Linked DNA regions of Sus scrofa: region 1 is linked to region 2. Evidence: chromatin contacts called from public Hi-C data. All regions are on one chromosome and are shown on one strand. Each heading gives the region's core, a stretch centred on a gene start, on an enhancer-like site or on the middle of the called end of the contact. The rest is flanking DNA. Distances are from core to core; before and after follow the strand shown. Region 1 has its middle 170 kb from the start of SLC16A9. Region 2 has its middle 12 kb from the start of FAM13C.

Evidence for each region. Hi-C and Micro-C count contacts between places; a contact is called where the count stands out from the background.
Region 1: a Hi-C map of embryonic fibroblasts shows a contact between it and region 2, with 2.2 times the contacts expected there. The contact joins two enhancer-like sites. A contact is called at or near these places in 2 of 47 Hi-C or Micro-C datasets (embryonic fibroblasts and skeletal muscle).

The regions. Positions count from the first base shown.
Region 1 is chr14:62,933,547-62,936,532 of Sscrofa11.1, forward strand. No RefSeq gene overlaps it. Among named protein-coding and RNA genes, the nearest start is that of SLC16A9, 170 kb to the right of the region's middle. Within about 2 kb of position 1,660, at least 9 of the 83 cell types and tissues checked have an H3K27ac peak or open chromatin away from gene starts, as enhancers often do. A contact at or near this core is called in embryonic fibroblasts, where this site is marked.
Region 2 is chr14:62,764,866-62,767,918 of Sscrofa11.1, forward strand. No RefSeq gene overlaps it. Among named protein-coding and RNA genes, the nearest start is that of FAM13C, 12 kb to the left of the region's middle. Within about 2 kb of position 1,601, at least 20 of the 83 cell types and tissues checked have an H3K27ac peak or open chromatin away from gene starts, as enhancers often do. A contact at or near this core is called in embryonic fibroblasts, where this site is marked.

The DNA of each region.
Region 1 (2,986 bases), core at 410-2,909, 170 kb after region 2:
CTCATTGTATGGCTGACTTCACTTAGCATGGTAATTTCTAGGTCCATCCATGTTGCTAAAAGTCTGGTATTTCATTCTTTTAATGGCTGAGTAATATTCCATTGTGTATATGTACCACTTCTTGATCCACTCCTCTATCGATGGACATTTAGGTTGTTTCCATGTCTTGGCTATTGCAAAGAGTGCTGCAATGAACATCGGAGTACATGTGTCTTTGCAAGTCATGGTTTTCTCTGGATAAATGCCCAGAAGTGGGATTGCTGGATCAAAGGGTAGTTCTATTTTTAGTTTTCTGAGGCATCTCCATACTGTTTTCCACAGTGGTTGCACCAATGTACAATTCCACCAATAGTGGAATAGGTTTCCTTTTTCTCCACACCCTCTCCAGCACTTATTGTTTGTAGACTTTTTGATGATGGCCATTCTGGCTGATGTAAAGTGGTCAAACAAAGAGTCTTATAAATACTTGCTGCTTAACCTTCACCCTTGGCTTAGAAAAAGGACTTTACTCAAATACTGTAGTAACACTTGATTTGACACCTCAGATTTGTATAATTTTGTTCTCCCTTACAGCAACACACACACACACACTCTCTTCTATACTCTTGTCTGGAGATTCTAGCATTAATATGTCTTATACTGGATAAGCCATTTTTCCCCCACTTAGAAAGGTAACACGGTAACTGGCTAATGCCTTCGAAGGGATGATCAGCAGATCTTTTCCTATCTTATAACAATAAGAGTACACAGAATAGCAATTTATGGATGGAAGTGTGGCTTAATGAGGTTAAAAAAAGAGTTTCAAGACCAACTGAATTGCCAAACAACCAATAGAAGTCCAAGCTAGCAGGAACACGGATCAGATATTCCTACAATTCAGAAAAGGCACAAAATAAAACATCATAGAATGCTGGCACCAGAGGAGACCTCTGAAGTCTCTGTGTTGTGACCAGAAAAGAAAATGGGCATGACAGAAAAGTCACATGACTTATCCAAGACACATCATTGTAAGAAGGCTCATGACCAGAACTCAGGGTCATCTGCTTCCCCAGCTGAGACCTTTCTCAGCCCACCTCATGACACTTGTCAAAAGCAGCTCCATTTTGCCATCTCATTTAGCCATGGACAAAGTTTGATCAAGATCCCAAAGAGCAACATTTTAGAACAGGGCTCACTGAAATAACCATGAATGTCTCATCTACATAACTACACTGGTAATTCGAGAGCAGAAGTGTGCTGCTTCTGGGACTTAGGAAGACTGATAGACCTGGGATACCGTGTTTCCCAGGCTGACCTTTCACAGCTAGAGACAGCATCCAGGGTTGTCTTCAGGGATTGACTTAAGTTTACATTCAGATAAAAGATAGTGCACAAATCCAGTCATCTACTTTCCACAGTTTTCACCTCTCTAGCTCTGAGCAGGGCTGTTTCTGTCATCTTATTTTCCGTCTGAGAGAAAAGGAGATAATGACAGTGAACTTTCTGATTTTCTGATTTGAATCTCCCACTGAGACTCTGCTGAGACACTGATACTTCCTGGCTTTTTCCTCTACTTTCATTTTTTCTCCTACATTACTCACAGGGTGGTGACCTCTCCCATGGCCGCTTCCATTTTCCTGCCTCTCTAGCTCACTCATACAACATACCAAGAGACAGACACCATCACTCTGCTTTGCAATCACAGGTTTTCCAGCATTGGTTCCATGTTTTCTGAGTATTTCAGGATACTTTCCAAATGACTGTATGTGTGAGTCATACTGCTATTTAACATTTCTCATTGTTCCAAGCTTCTCTTACCAAAAGAATTATAAGAATGATCCTCCAAACTCTGAGTTATAACAGCATCATGATAACACTCATGATGGATAAACTGAAAATATCCAAGGCATGTCCAGATTCCTTTGAGGAATAACATTCAATAATGCTGTCAAGTCTCCTGAAAAACTTAATTGACTTTGCAAAGCTATGCAAAAACTGACCAGAAAACATACACATATTGGCTAACTGTATTGCACTTGGTAAGTTTGTGTTAGGGATGCCTGACAATGGTCTGTTTCTGTTGGATGCTGATATTTGACAGAACACAAAATCTCCATTAAATACAACGCTCAGTCTTTGTGAGAAGCACCAAACCAAGAGCCTGGAGATGAGGCTCCCAATACCAGCTTTAGCAACCCACTAGCTGCATGACCTAGGGAAAGATATTTAACTTCTCTGGGTATCATTTTTGTCATTTTTCCAAATCATAGGGAATTTTTCAAGTCTCTGACACTCCTTCCAGCTCTATAATTCTACACAATAAGATTCAGAAAAGATTTTAGGATCACACAAGGCATGTGAATCATAACTATTCAATGAAATAAATGTTGATTGACAACTTTATAAGGAAGATTATTAGAAAAGAAACTGAGAGAACAAAGGGCAGGGCAGGACATGGCCTCTGCTCTCCAGTTTTTCTCAATCTAGGAGGCTGCCATAGGAATCATCAGCTGTAACGTTTTGTGTCCCCACACAAAAAAGCAATGGGTGGGGCAGCACTGGCCTATATCTGTGTAAGCCTGACTCCCTGGTCTGGCACATGTGAGATCAGAAGCCAAGAGGCAGAGGTTCCAGTTGGAAATCATATGGCATTGAAGGAGAGGGTGACAGATACTCAAGAATTGCAGAAGACAGAATTATTCATGCATTTGAAAAATCAGCAACTTTGGGAGGGGCAGGGAGAAGAAACTCCTAATCTGTAACTTACCTGGTCCCTAACCTGTTCAGGAACATAAAGAGCCAGGGATGTGATAGCAATGAAGAGGACTCGGACCCAAATTGAGGGGAAAAGGAGGAGGAGGAAGAAGTCATTAACCCTTGAGACACAGATGGGTAACCAGTGATTTGGAGCTGCAGGGAGCCAGCATCTTTGGTCCTGATGCCTAGAGTCCAACAAACATGTGACAGGCTTAGTCTCTGTGCTAAAGGCTGTTGCTGCTGACTGCCA
Region 2 (3,053 bases), core at 351-2,850:
ATTATTTTATTCTTTTTTATGGATGAATAGTATTCCATGGAGTATATGTACTATATCTTCTTAATCCATTCATCTGTTGATGGACATTGAGTTTTTTTCCATGTCTTGCTACTGTGAATACTGTTGCAATGAACATAGAGATACATGAATCTTTTTAAATTATAGTTTTGTCTGAATAGATGTACAGGAGTGGGATTTCTGGATCATATTGTAGTTTTATATTTAGTTTGCTAAGGATCCTCCATACTCTTTTCCAGAGTGGTTGTACCAATTTACATTCCTATCAATAGTATAAGAAGATTCCTTTTTCTCCACACTCTCTCCAGCATTTGTTTTTGTAGACTTATTAATGATGGCTATTGACCAGTGTGAGGTGGTACCTTATTATAATTTTGATTTGCATTTCTCTAAAAATTAGTGATGTTGAACATTTTTTCATGTGCCTAGTGGCCATCTGTATGTCCTCTTTGCAGAAATAATAGACCCAGCTTTTAATGGGAGGAGCCTCAAAGTATTTGTATCCATTTTTAATCTGCTACAGACATTTACCTTGAATGTTGGTTTTCTATTCTTAGAGTCATGACAGCAGACAGTTATACCTCTCATTTCAAAGGACCATTAATCTGTACTTTTAGGGTATATGTTAATCATATGGGGTATGATACACTTATGAAGAAGAGAGGCAAGATTTCTGACATTCTCAAAGAACAAAAGGTCTGGCTACTTAATTTATCTGATTAAAGCAGCAATCCTCACTATCATTGTTTCAACACCCTGCACAACATGTTGCAACTGGTAATCTATTTGTCAAATTTGATATTTGGAAATAACTGAATTCCTAAATAATAAATTAGAGTAGATCCATGCTTTTTTCCCTTCAAACAGCATCATTCTGTCTCCCATTCATTCCCAACTACATTCTTCAGTGCAGTTTAAGGGGTGGGGTTGTTGCAGCACTTCCACTGGGAACTGCTCATAACCCTGGCACACTGATGGGAAAATTCCACACCCCAGCCAACATCCATCCTTCTTGGCTTAGAGGGAAATAAAAGATTAAGAACTCCTAGCTTAGAGCATGTTGCTAATGAAGCCAGTATTAGCTGGCTAGATAAAAGCTGGATAAAATCCAAATATGAAGCAATTTTAAATTTTATTTTGCTCAGTAGCAACAAAGAAAAATCTTATAGTCGTGTCTGCCCTTTTCTCTTCTGCTTTTCTCTCTCCTTCTCATAATCCTCTCCCCAGTGTGTTCACAAATGTGGGCTATTGAAACTTGGTAAAATGTACCAGCTACCAATCATACTGGAAAAAATAACTCAAAAGTCATACATTGCTAAGATTAGGCAGGCATACTATTCACTAATGCTAAAAACAGCAGATATTTATAGTTCTAAAAGCATAATGTCTCACTCCACAACTATTTCTAATTACTGAGTGCCTACTATTAAAAAATAAAATTCGCCTTTACCACTTCCTTGAGACAATAACTTAGCTCCACCTTCTATGGACCTTGTGAGCTATTTGCCATTTGCAGGTGGTTTACACACACCCAGAGAGAATGCATTCCCTTGGGCCCTAAGGCAGTCAGGGCTGCTCTGTTTCTATATTTGGTATCAATCCCTCAGTGTGGTATTCAACTCAGATCACTGCAGGGCCTGTTGTTACTGGGCTGGACTTCGCACAGAAACCAACTAACTTCTTAATGGTCCTCAAGAAATCATTAAAAATTCATGTGTGATACTATGTCTTTCAGCTAAAACAGTAAATATCAAATCCTAGAACCAACAGGACACAAATTACTGCCATAAAACTAATCACAAATGGTCAATCTAGAAAACAAAAATAGAATATCTAGAAGCAACTTAGAAATATAAATGTTAAAATCAGAGTTCCCGTCGTGGCGCAGCAGAAACGAATCTGTATAGGAAACATGAGGTTGTGGGTTTGAACCCTGGCCTCATTCAGTGGGTTAAGGGTCCGGCATTGCCATGAGCTGTGGTGTAGGTCACAGATGTGGCTCGGATCTGGTGTTGCTGTGGCTGTGGCGTATGCTGGCAGCTACAGCTCTGATTAGACCCCTAGCCTGGGAATATCCATGTGCCGCAGGTGCAGCCCTCAAAAGACCAAACACACACACACACACACACACACACACACACACACGCACAAAAGAAAAAAAAAGAAAGAAAAAAAAAGGAAATATAAATGTTAAAATCTATATCACCCATTAGAGATACTTTTCACCTAACAACTAAACTGCCGAAAGCTTAAAAACCTAGAAAGCAACACAGTGCAAGAAAAAGCATAGAGGGAGTGTTCTTGGGCTTGAAAGCTGCCTCAATTCTATCAACACACTCAATCTTGTGGGGTGAGTGGCTAAACATCCCTGGACCTCAGTGTCCTACATTATGAAGCAGCTAGATTTGACGGTCTCTAATGGCTTGGCCAGCTTTAAAATTTTTTGATTCTTGGGAAATGGAAAAAAGCTGTATGGCCTATTTTTGGAAGAAAGGGAGGGAAAAAAAAGGAGGGAATAAGATGGACTGGGAGTTTGGAGTTAGTAGATGCAAACTATTCCATTTAGAATGGGTAAGCAATGAGGTCCTACTGTACAGCACAGGGAATTATATCCAATCTCTTTGGACAGACCATGATGGAAAATAATATAAGAAAGGAAATGTGTGTGTGTGTATATATATATATATATATATACATACACACACACACACGTATATATATATGACTGGGTCACTTTGCTGTACAGCAGAAACTGCCACAACATTGTTTAAGGGAGGGGAGGAAAAAGGAAGGAAAGAAGGAAAGGAGGAAACTTTGAAAGCAAGATGGAGGTAGGGAAGGGAAGGAAAGAGAGAAGAAAGTAAAGAAGTGAAAAAGAACTGTATATATATATATGTGTTGATGTCATCTAGATGACCATATCAATGCAATAAATGACTTAATGAAAGTGGTAAAAGATTGTCCAAAGAATAAGAACTTGAACTAATGGTGTTACAATACTACTAGACTTTTTTGGACTCATAACACAGAATGTT